Regions from separate parts of the Lactuca sativa genome. Here region 2 is linked to region 1. A link is a contact called in public Hi-C data. All regions are on one chromosome and are shown on one strand. Each heading gives the region's core, a stretch centred on a gene start, on an enhancer-like site or on the middle of the called end of the contact. The rest is flanking DNA. Distances are from core to core; before and after follow the strand shown. Region 1 holds the start of LOC111915668 (phospholipid-transporting ATPase 1). Region 2 holds the start of LOC111914831.

Region 1 (5,442 bases), core at 765-3,264:
ATATATATATCCCAGACCCAATATACATGAAAAAAAAGGATAATTAAGGCCCATTTAACATGTATATTATTTCCAAGCCCAATAAGGATGTGAATACCGAAATCGATCTGTGGCTTGTTACGTTGGTTGTTTAAGCTACATTGTTTACTAACGTGACGTAAAAAGCTCACCTTTTTATAAAAGGTCATTTTTGGTCCTAGAAACCATAAATTTACAATTGTGGCACATATTTGGCAAAAATGACAATTTAGGTCCTTTAAGGACAAAATTTGTATTTGAGGCGTTTTAAGTAAAAATAACATTTTTAATTCACTTTTGTCAAAAATATCATTTTTGGCTTGATTTTATGAAAATGTGCATTTTCGGCCCATTTATAAATAAATTCATCTTTTTGGCACAAGTTTTAATAAATTTACATTTTTCGTTCCTCTTATAAAAAATTTACATTTTTGGCACAACTTTGTTGAAAATGATATTTAAGCCCACAAAAGTCCAAACATTTACAAACTTGGCCCAAAAACTCGAAAAAGCCCAAAAGAAGCCCATTTATGAACTTTTACACTCCTAGTCCTCTTTAAGGTCACAAATATCAAAAAATTCATATTTATCAAAATACATTCCTTTTGGTCCCTTCAAAAATGTGAGTTACATAAAATACCCCATTTTTGGTTATTTTGTCACTTTTGGCCCTTTTATGTAAATCTCATAGTTTTAAGTAACTTTGATGTATTTTAAAACCTTTTCTTTGCATAATAAGTTGAAATAAGTGTTATGTTCTACAAATATCATCAAATTTTAGTAGATCTTCAAGTTCATGGAGTTCATAACGCATAATCATATATATATATATATATATATATATATATATATATATATATATATATATATATATATATCATGAAAAACACACAAAATCATGTATACACGCATAGATCTACACAAAACAACTTGTATTCTCCCCCAAAATATAGTAAAAACTGAAAATTGGGGGTATGAACTCACTTTGCTTTGGAGATTTCGGTTGTGATGAAGAAAATGGAGAGATCTCGGTCTTTAGCAAGCTTTCTTTAGTAGATCTCGAACCTAAGGTGGATCTAGAGCATGGATTACGAGATGATGTGGGTTAAGAAGGGATTCCTAGAGTAAACTTGAATCAAGAGTTATAGAGTTTCACTATAACTTACCAAGAATGAATGAGCTTTGATGGAGAGTTCTTGATGCACCCTTAAACTCACGAGATTTTGGAAGGATGAAGGGAGTTTTTCTTGGAGTTCTAGAGAGGTTTTTGATGTAGTTGGAATGAAAGAGGACGAGGGTGGTGATGTGAGTCTTGGGCCGAGAATAGAAGAAGATGGAGGAGAAGAGAGTAATGAGATGTGATGGTTGCATGGATACTTGAGATAGCATGAATATTGGTGGGATAATTTGCTTAGATAACCTCTAGTCCATACTTGAGATTGCATGAATATTGGTGGTTCCATAATTTTTTTACTGCTTTGTGTCCTACTTCTCGTAGATTATCTTCTTTATACATATGTGGATGCATCATTATTATTATCGTGAGAGAACGTTCGATAGGTTCCTAAGTCTTATCCAAACATATTATTGTAGTTTCGCCATTACTACTTGACTAATGATACATTAATGCTTGTTGTCGTTTCACCAGTAATATAGTGACATTTGTCTTGTCATAGTCTGAATCCTCATATGCATCAAATATCATCCTTTAACTAAAGCCTACCGTAAGAGAAGTATTGTCTTCGGTAGACCGACGATTACAACCGCCCAAACTTTCTTGGAACTTGGAGCTGTAATCCGATTATGGAATTCCGGACTCCCCGATAATTGTATTCAGGTAGGTTAATTAGGTTAATTGTGCGTTGTTCCAGAGTAAGTCGCTAAAATAGCAAAATGTAAGTTACTTGCTTTTTTATAATCTTTAGATTGTGACAAATATCCTTCTAATTTTTTTTGAGACGATAAAACATTCCATTTAACGTGCAGGCCATTCACCATTTTCAGTCTTTCCATTTCTGGTCAAATTTCGGCGACCATTTCCCGATTTCCGCCATTATTGATTACACGAGAAATAAGTTCTTTAATGTCCAAAACCCTCGTCCTTACAGGCTTACACTGCCCCTACAACTCATTTCTTTCTCCTGTCGGAAAAAGTTATCTAAATGCTTATTTAATTATGCTGATATGTCATTTCAATTCAATTTAATTCTCCAAACAGGTCAACACCAGTAGAAAAGTTTCCGGATTTCTTGTAATTTTTTTAACCCGTTCGTTCACCAACCATCAATCTTTCTCTTGCTGTTATCATTCAAGCAAGTAAGTTCGATTTTGATGATTAGAAGTCCCATTACTTTTGTTTATAGTTAAATCAATCAACTTCAGTTACTTGGCTCTCTGTATTTGATTGATTTCGATCTTCATTCTGTAAATAGATTTATTTTTGTTGTTGTAAGTTTCGAGATTTAGTTTGCGTATAGTTGTTCTCGATCTGATAAACCTCAAGTGAGATGGAAAGAAGGTAAAGTTCAGATCATGACTTCCAATCGTCCACTTCCCGATCGTTCTTCATCGACATCCAGTAAGAACTCAGATAATATCTCGATTGCAAATCTACATCAACAACAACGACCAGATACCTTGCAAAATTCGTCTTCTCAGCAAAGCATTAAGTCGAACAGCTGGAGGGCAACCTCTGTAAATTTCGGATCAAAGGGCGTGCGACATGGATCTCGAAGTGGTGCTGATTCCGAAGGATTTAGTATGTCCAGAAGAGAGATTAACGACGACGATGCGAGGTTGGTTTACATAAACGACCCCTTAAAGACAAACGAGACGTTTGAATTTTCTGGGAACTCTATCAGAACAGGAAAGTATTCTATCTTCACATTTTTGCCTAGAAATCTCTTCGAACAATTCCATAGAGTCGCCTACATGTACTTCCTAATCATCGCCATTCTCAACCAGCTTCCCCAGCTTGCAGTTTTTGGGCGTGGTGCCTCAATTCTACCATTAGCAAGCGTATTACTCGTTACAGCAATTAAAGACGCTTACGAAGATTGGAGACGACACAAATCAGATAAAATCGAAAACAACCAAACATCATCTGTTCTCATCAACGATCGATTTCAACACAAGAAATGGAAAGACATTCAAGTAGGTGAAGTCATTAAAATCCTAGCAAACGAAACAATTCCCTGTGATCTTGTACTCCTCTCAACCAGTGATCCAACTGGGGTTGCTTACGTCCAAACTATAAACCTAGATGGCGAATCAAATCTGAAGACCCGTTATGCAAAACAAGAAACCCTTTCAAGAATCCCTGAAAAGGATATAATCAGTGGGTTAATCAAGTGTGAGAAACCCAATCGAAATATATACGGTTTCCAAGCTAACATTGAGATTGATGGAAAGCGTCTATCTCTTGGCCCTTCAAATATAGTTCTTAGAGGCTGTGTGATCAAGAACACAGATTGGGCAGTTGGAGTTGCAGTATATGCCGGAAGAGAGACAAAAGCCATGCTTAACAACTCAGGAGCTCCATCTAAAAGAAGTCGCCTTGAAACCCACATGAATAAAGAAATCATCTTGTTATCGATCTTTCTTGTTGGTTTATGCACAATTGTTTCTACATGTGCTGGTGTTTGGTTGAGGCGACATCGAGAGGATCTTGATCTCATGCCCTTTTATAGAAAAAAAGATTACTCAAAGCAAGAAGTGGAGAATTACAACTTTTATGGGTTGGGGATGGAAATATTCTTTTCTTTTTTGATGTCAGTGATTGTGTTTCAGATTATGATTCCCATTTCTTTGTATATATCCATGGAGCTTGTGCGTGTTGGACAAGCTTACTTTATGATCCGAGATGATAAGATGTTTGATTCAACATCAAACAAAAGATTTCAGTGTAGGGCGTTGAATATAAATGAGGATTTAGGACAAATAAAGTATGTGTTTTCTGATAAAACTGGTACTTTGACTGAAAACAAGATGGAGTTCCAATTTGCAAGTATTTCGGGTGTAGATTACAGTGGGGAGAAATCAGAATTTTATGGTGAAGAACAGGGGTACAGCATTCAAGGTATAATAAAATTTTTTCTTTTTCTATTGGGTTAAATTCAAGGTATACTTTTAACAATTTGTCATCTTTTTTTGTTTTCAGTTCAGGGGCAAGTATGGAGGCCAAAAGTCAAAGTACAGGTTGACCGGAAGCTTCTTAAACTATCACAAACTCGAAATGACACAAAATCCAGCAAAGAGATATATGATTTCTTTCTTGCATTAGCTGCTTGCAATACGATTGTGCCTATTGTTGTTGACACATCTGATCCCAATGAGAAGTTGATTGATTATCAAGGGGAGTCTCCAGATGAACAAGCACTTGTTTATGCTGCAGCTGCTTATGGTTTTATGCTCATTGAACGAACATCTGGTCACATAGTTATTGATATTCAAGGAGAAAGACAAAGGTATGATGTGTATTCCTTTTTTTTTTTTTTTGGGTTAATTTAGAGAAATAGCAACTTCGATTGAGCTATTTCTGCAAAATCTAACATAATAGATATGAATCAAAAGCTCAATACATAGAAACAAAATCTCAATCTTTCTAATTTTCCATAATTTCTTTCCGATTTCCCAGTGCAGATTTAACGTTCTTGGAATGCACGAATTCGATAGCGACAGAAAAAGAATGTCAGTTATTCTAGGATACCCCGACACGACTGTAAAAGTATTTGTCAAAGGAGCCGATTCCACCATGTTCAAAGTAATCAACAAAACCCTAAACGTCGATACACTGAAATCAACCGAAGCCCATCTTCATTCCTATTCTTCAATCGGTTTAAGAACCCTAGTTATAGCAACACGTGGACTCACAATCCCTGAATTCGACCAATGGCAATCAACGTATGAGATCGCAAGTACTGCTTTAATGGGTAGAGCAGGATTACTAAGAAAAGTCGCCATTAATTTAGAGAACAATCTTTCGTTATTGGGTGCTTCTGCCATTGAAGATCGATTGCAAAAAGGTGTTCCTGAAGCTATTGAGTCTTTAAGAATGGCGAATATGAAAGTTTGGGTTTTAACGGGTGACAAACAAGAAACTGCAATTTCTATTGGCTATTCGTCTAAGCTTTTGACAAGTGAGATGATTCAGATTGTTATTAATAACAATTCGAAAGTTTCTTGTAAAAAAAGTTTGGAAGATGCTTTGATTATGTGTAGAAAAAATGATGCGAGTTCTGTTGCCCTAATTATTGATGGAACTAGCCTTGTTTATATTCTTGACTCTGAACTTGAAGAACAGGTATATACATTTTAAAAACTAGACATGCTGATGTGGCATCCACATGGATGCTATTGCTATTGCCATTGCCATGTCACCACCATGACCTCTAAATTTTTTTTTTTTGTGTTCCAGCTGTTTGA
Region 2 (5,240 bases), core at 1,044-3,543, 180 kb before region 1:
AATAAGAGTATATGTTGGTGTAATAAACAAAAGTATATTGTTTTTTCTTACATTTAACCTTTTCTTAAAATTAAAAACTAACTCTATGCAACAAAGAAGTGCATCAACTAACTATGAGGTGTTCACCTTTATTCATGTTTCCATTTTTGACATGTTTTGCATGCTGAAACTGGGATTTATATCTGCACACACTTGAGCTTTATGCAAATTAATAATTCATTTAGTGAACAATGAAAAAGAGATTATGAAGCTTATTAAGAATAAAACATACCCTTTACATGAAGTGTGATTCTTTTTATTTCCTGTGAAGTTCTTGGGTTGAGACAAAGTTCCTTTTTTGTCTTGTTGATAGCATTCTGAATTTAAAGCGAATATATTGCTCTACCACAAAAAAATCTATCATGTTTTCTACTACTTATGGATTATCTCAACAAAATCCAGCTAATTTAGCTTCAGATTCTATAAACAAGTTGTATGACAAAATAGATTTGTGACTCATATTCTCTTCTAACATCAACTTCATCTTTTGTAGATGGTATAGAAATCAAAGACCTTAGCTAATTACAAGTCAATAAAGCCAATCAACTTTTAGCATCAATAACTTGATGAGTTTTGTATGCCAGAAAGAAGTAAAGACTACAGACTACAGATAAGACAAGAAGAACTGATACCTTAAAATTTGTGATTGTAGGAGGAGTATGTGCTTTGACTGAAGTAGAAGCATGGAGTGAATATAAGCTCCCTTGCTGTGAAACAAATCTTTGTTGTCCTTGATTACCATGACGAATAGGGTCATTCATGGGGAAACTGTGACTTTGGGGTCCCACACCTTGAGAAATGTGGTTCTAGAACATGCAAAATTACCAAAAACGAAATAGGCATCATTAAGGTTTTGTAGTTTTGACTTTTGATATAGACTATAACCGAAACAACACAGCTAAATATGCATATGCAACAGGCTACAAACTTCAACTCCTATCGTTGTCAAAGACCATATGTAAAGACTCTTTTGTGCTAATGCCCACAATGGAAATTTGGACATTCTCACTTAAATTATCTCTTCACTTATACCATCAATAGTTAACTGATTACCCACAAGCCACCTGATGCTAAAAATCCCATTTGTTACATCAAGTAAGGCAGCTAGAAATGCTAAGAGACTAAGGATATAAAAATCTTTCAAGCACCAAAAACTATCCGTTTTTTAGTATCAACATGAAGAATACATAGATTATTGCACACCAAAAAGCTGAACATAACAACAAAACTGATACCTGTAAATTATTGGGAGTAGCATGGAAGTTGTGTGATTTCTGTGTTTGAACTGAACCAGAAGCGTTGGGTTGAAATTGGTTCCCTTGTAACTGCTGACCCATATTAGACAAATTGACATCCATCGATGGTGAATGAAATCTCTGTTGTCCTTGATTACCATGTTCAAAGGAGCTTCCACTGAAATTAGACATGCCAAATTGCTGACTTGCAGGAAATCCAGGATTTTGATGACTCGTTGTATTCTTATTATGGATTTGGAACATCGGAAAATTGCCAGGATGATATTGGGCATAATTGGGGTTTTGTAATTGCAATGGTCTACCAACATTTTGGTGGTATACAGGATGATTCATGGAGTTATTAGCAAAGAACTGGCCTTGTTGTTGAGAAGAATTAAACTGCTTTGGAGGAAAGGGATTGTAATTGTGCTGTGGATTGAATCCACCAATACCGTTGGGGAATTGATCCGTAGGACTTCGCAAGGGAATGGGCTGATTAGAGAAATTCATGAAACGAGATGGAGCATCAATTGGCCTGTTATTGGGATATAATCCTCCAACACTACCATTGTACGTTTGCTGATAAATGAGAGAGTTAACCTGTTCATCATTTAATACATTTAATTAGCTCACCATAAAGATAAACTTCACATAAAATTTCATAAGAATACGTTCGAAAACCGAATTGCAGTTATGTTTTGGGAGCCGATGGAGTAATCAGCTAGTTAACAATATGTTCAAAAAGAAAAAGTAGAAAGGGAAGCAGAGTACCTGTTGAAGTATGGAAGCAATTGTTGGATCTTGATTGGAATTATGATGAGGATTCATGATCAAGTACACTGTGGTGAAAATTTCATAAACCTCGTTGTGATTGTTCTTGAATGAGGTCCTTGGACGACGACAAACCTTACAAACTGAAAAAGAATTGCAAGGACGAGCGATTTGGGAGGAAATGTCGAAGTATGTGAGTCTGAAAGAACACGTTTACTTGATCTTGCCCTATCAATCACATATAAAGATAAAAGAAAATAAATTAACAAGAAAAAGAAAAACTGAGGAAATGATCAACTTCCGAGGACAATATTCTTTATAGTTTTTTTGAAAAAAAAATCAAAATCATTCATATTTTTAGAGGTGTAAACTAACCGAGCTGAATACTATCAAGCTCGAAACTTGGCCCGACTAAAATACTCAAGCTCGAAACTTGGTTCGAGCCTTGATTTTAAGCTCGAGCTCGAGCTCGTAAAATACTCGAAAGTCTCGAGCTCGGCTCGGCTCAACTCGACTAATATATAAAAAAAATCAAAATCACTAAATTGAGTAAGAAATATTAAAGATTCCACATGTAAATGTCCAAACTAGGCCTGTCGAAAATAACCGAAACCCGTTCTATGTACCCAACCCGTTCCGAATTCGGGTAGAATCGGTCGGGTAAAGCGGGTAACGGGTATGAATATTCGGGTAATAGGTTAACCCGATAATAATATAGGTCGGGTTTTAGATATAAATATTAATTTTCGGGTATACCCGAATTCGTTTTTTAAAATAATACATAGTATATTTAAATATTAGTATATCCCATATCTCATATATTAGATAGGGTATTCGACTATTGGTAACAGGAGGCAAAAGCACGCTTGAAAAAAAAAATTAAAACCGTTCACTTCTTCACGATCGACACAAACAAACACAGGCGCGCTCAATATTTCTTGTTTCGAATTCCGATCCTCAAATACGCAATTCTCAGCCTCCATCTTCGTTATAGGCTGAAAATTCTCCTAATGCATATTCTCACTAGTTAGGCATCATCAACATACATTATACAAAAGTAACAATGAAGTGGTGCAACAGATTCTAGTTTTGAATCCAATATAACCTAATTAGAGTTATTTAATCCAATAATAAACATGATAAATTGATGTAGCTGAGATTACAATATAATCCAAAATTAGTTGGATTCAAAATATGTGTGTTAAACATGGGGTTAATTTCCTCGAGATTCAATAGACTAGAATGACATGCGTATGCTCCTCAAAATACTCACATACCTTTGGCTTCTTTAACTTGAAACGGAATTTGCTACCCAATTTTTTTATTAAACTAACCGAAATGCAAAAATAAAAAAATAAAAAAATAAAATAACATTTTTGGGTATACCCGATAATTACCCGACCCGACCTAAAACCCGAATACCCATAACCCGAATTACAATATAGGTCGGGTATCGAGTATTATTTTTTTTAAGAAAATATCCGCTCTACCCGACTCGTTTTACCCGAAACCCGAAAATTTTACCCGATCGACACCCCTAGTCCAAACTACCAAAAAAAACCACTATTAATCACTTAATATCAATATAACATCAACAATATATGTCATAATGAATAATTATAAAGAAATCACATATATATATATATATATATATATATATATATATATATATATATATATATATATATGTTATAAATGAACAATTATAAAGAAATGACATATATTTAAATTACACTAAGCTCGACTAAGCTCACGAGCCTTACGAGTTGAGTATTTTTGTACTCGAGCTCGGCTCGATAAAGTACTCGAGTAGCTCAAGCTCGAGCTCGGCTCGATTAAAGTTGAGTCAATTTCAGTCTGGATTATCGATCCGAGATGTACTTTTGTGTAGGAAAAAATATTTTTTCCTCTCTCCCGAATTCCGAACTTGGTTGTTGTTTTTGTCAAAAACAATTTTTTTCAACTACACATTATATTATGGTTAGATTACTCAATTTCCTTAAATTATTTTTATCAAAAACATGTTTCAAGCTCTTGTGATTTGTAAAGGTTTGGAGTTTTACCCCGAACAATAATAATGTCTCTGTATCTTCAAGACATTTCGTAACAAACTATAGAATCTCGAGTTCCTTCCAGAAGGACTAGGACGGATCCTTCGTAGAGCAACTACTTAATTTTTTGTAAAAATCTTCTCTTATTATTCAAAACATTCAAACTTTTCACTTTTTTGGGTCAATTTTGTAATACCTTGTTTCGAGTCGTTTCACCATTTGGGGTCGTGATCTTAAGATAAAGTATCAGGCTTCGTCATATGGGGGAAGAGAGGCTTAGGCCCATTTGGATGTAGGTAATGTAGCTATGTGAACCAAAAGTTTGGTTTATGCCTTGGAGTCAAAGGGTAAAATGGGAAAGTAGTGTTTCAGACTTCTTTTATGAAGTAAGGATTTTAGTTCGATGTGTTTTAAGTCAAAAGTAATTAGATGGGCTTGTAGAGCTCCTCAATACCTTTCTGTGGATATAAAGATCGTCAAAAACGGAGTTGGAACGAAGAAGTTATGATCATTAGAAGTTAGGAAGGTTTTTTGACTTAGTCTAGTACGTTGGGCGTAATAGGGCATCCCTGGTATGTTGGGCGTATGCGATCAGTGCTCAAACCCTATTTTCTTGGTTTGATCCCCATTTAAGATTCTTAACTCCCCAAAGCCATTCCATTATTAGGCTCCACCTCTCCAACACCCTCCCTTGAAAACACTAACCCTAGTTTGAGCCTTTTGAGCAAAAGAAGGTGATCTTGAGTGCTTTGGAGTGTTCTTAGTGCACCTTATAGAAGAAGGAGCTCTTTGGAGAAGTGTTGGTTGCATTGGGGCTTGTAGATCCAGACTTTGTTCACCTTGATCTTTCTTCTTGAGGTATAAAGCTTGAATCTTGATGATGCATTTGTTAGATATAGCTAGTTTTGGGTGTTATGAGCTTTTAGTCACTTTAGTGCATAAATTTTAGATCTTGAAAGTTTGTGACCTTGTTATGGATAAAGTTGGAAACTTTATCCATCTAAACATCATATTGATTCAGATCTAAAGGTTGGAGACTTGGACTTAATGGATTAAGTTGAAAAAGATGCACTTTTGGTCCCTTTGAGACTTAAATACTAGATCTTGGTTGTTTGGGCCATTCTAATGGATAAAATTGGAAACT

What was found. A called contact is a pair of places that touch in the nucleus more often than the background predicts.
Region 2: a Hi-C map of leaf shows a contact between it and region 1, with 7 times the contacts expected there. The contact joins the promoter of LOC111914831 here to the promoter of LOC111915668 in region 1. A contact is called at or near these places in 2 of 4 Hi-C or Micro-C datasets (leaf and seed).

The regions. Positions count from the first base shown.
Region 1 is chr4:294,871,406-294,876,847 of Lsat_Salinas_v11, reverse strand. LOC111915668 (phospholipid-transporting ATPase 1) reads left to right here and starts at 2,014. Exons shown (of 7, transcript XM_023911329.2): 1 at 2,014-4,096; 2 at 4,178-4,484; 3 at 4,660-5,320; 4 at 5,435-5,442. The coding sequence starts at 2,551.
Region 2 is chr4:295,055,941-295,061,180 of Lsat_Salinas_v11, reverse strand. It overlaps LOC111914831, which reads right to left and starts at 2,293. Exons shown (of 10, transcript XM_023910540.3): 1 at 2,046-2,293; 2 at 1,275-1,874; 3 at 672-845; 4 at 272-381; 5 at 127-197. The coding sequence starts at 2,102.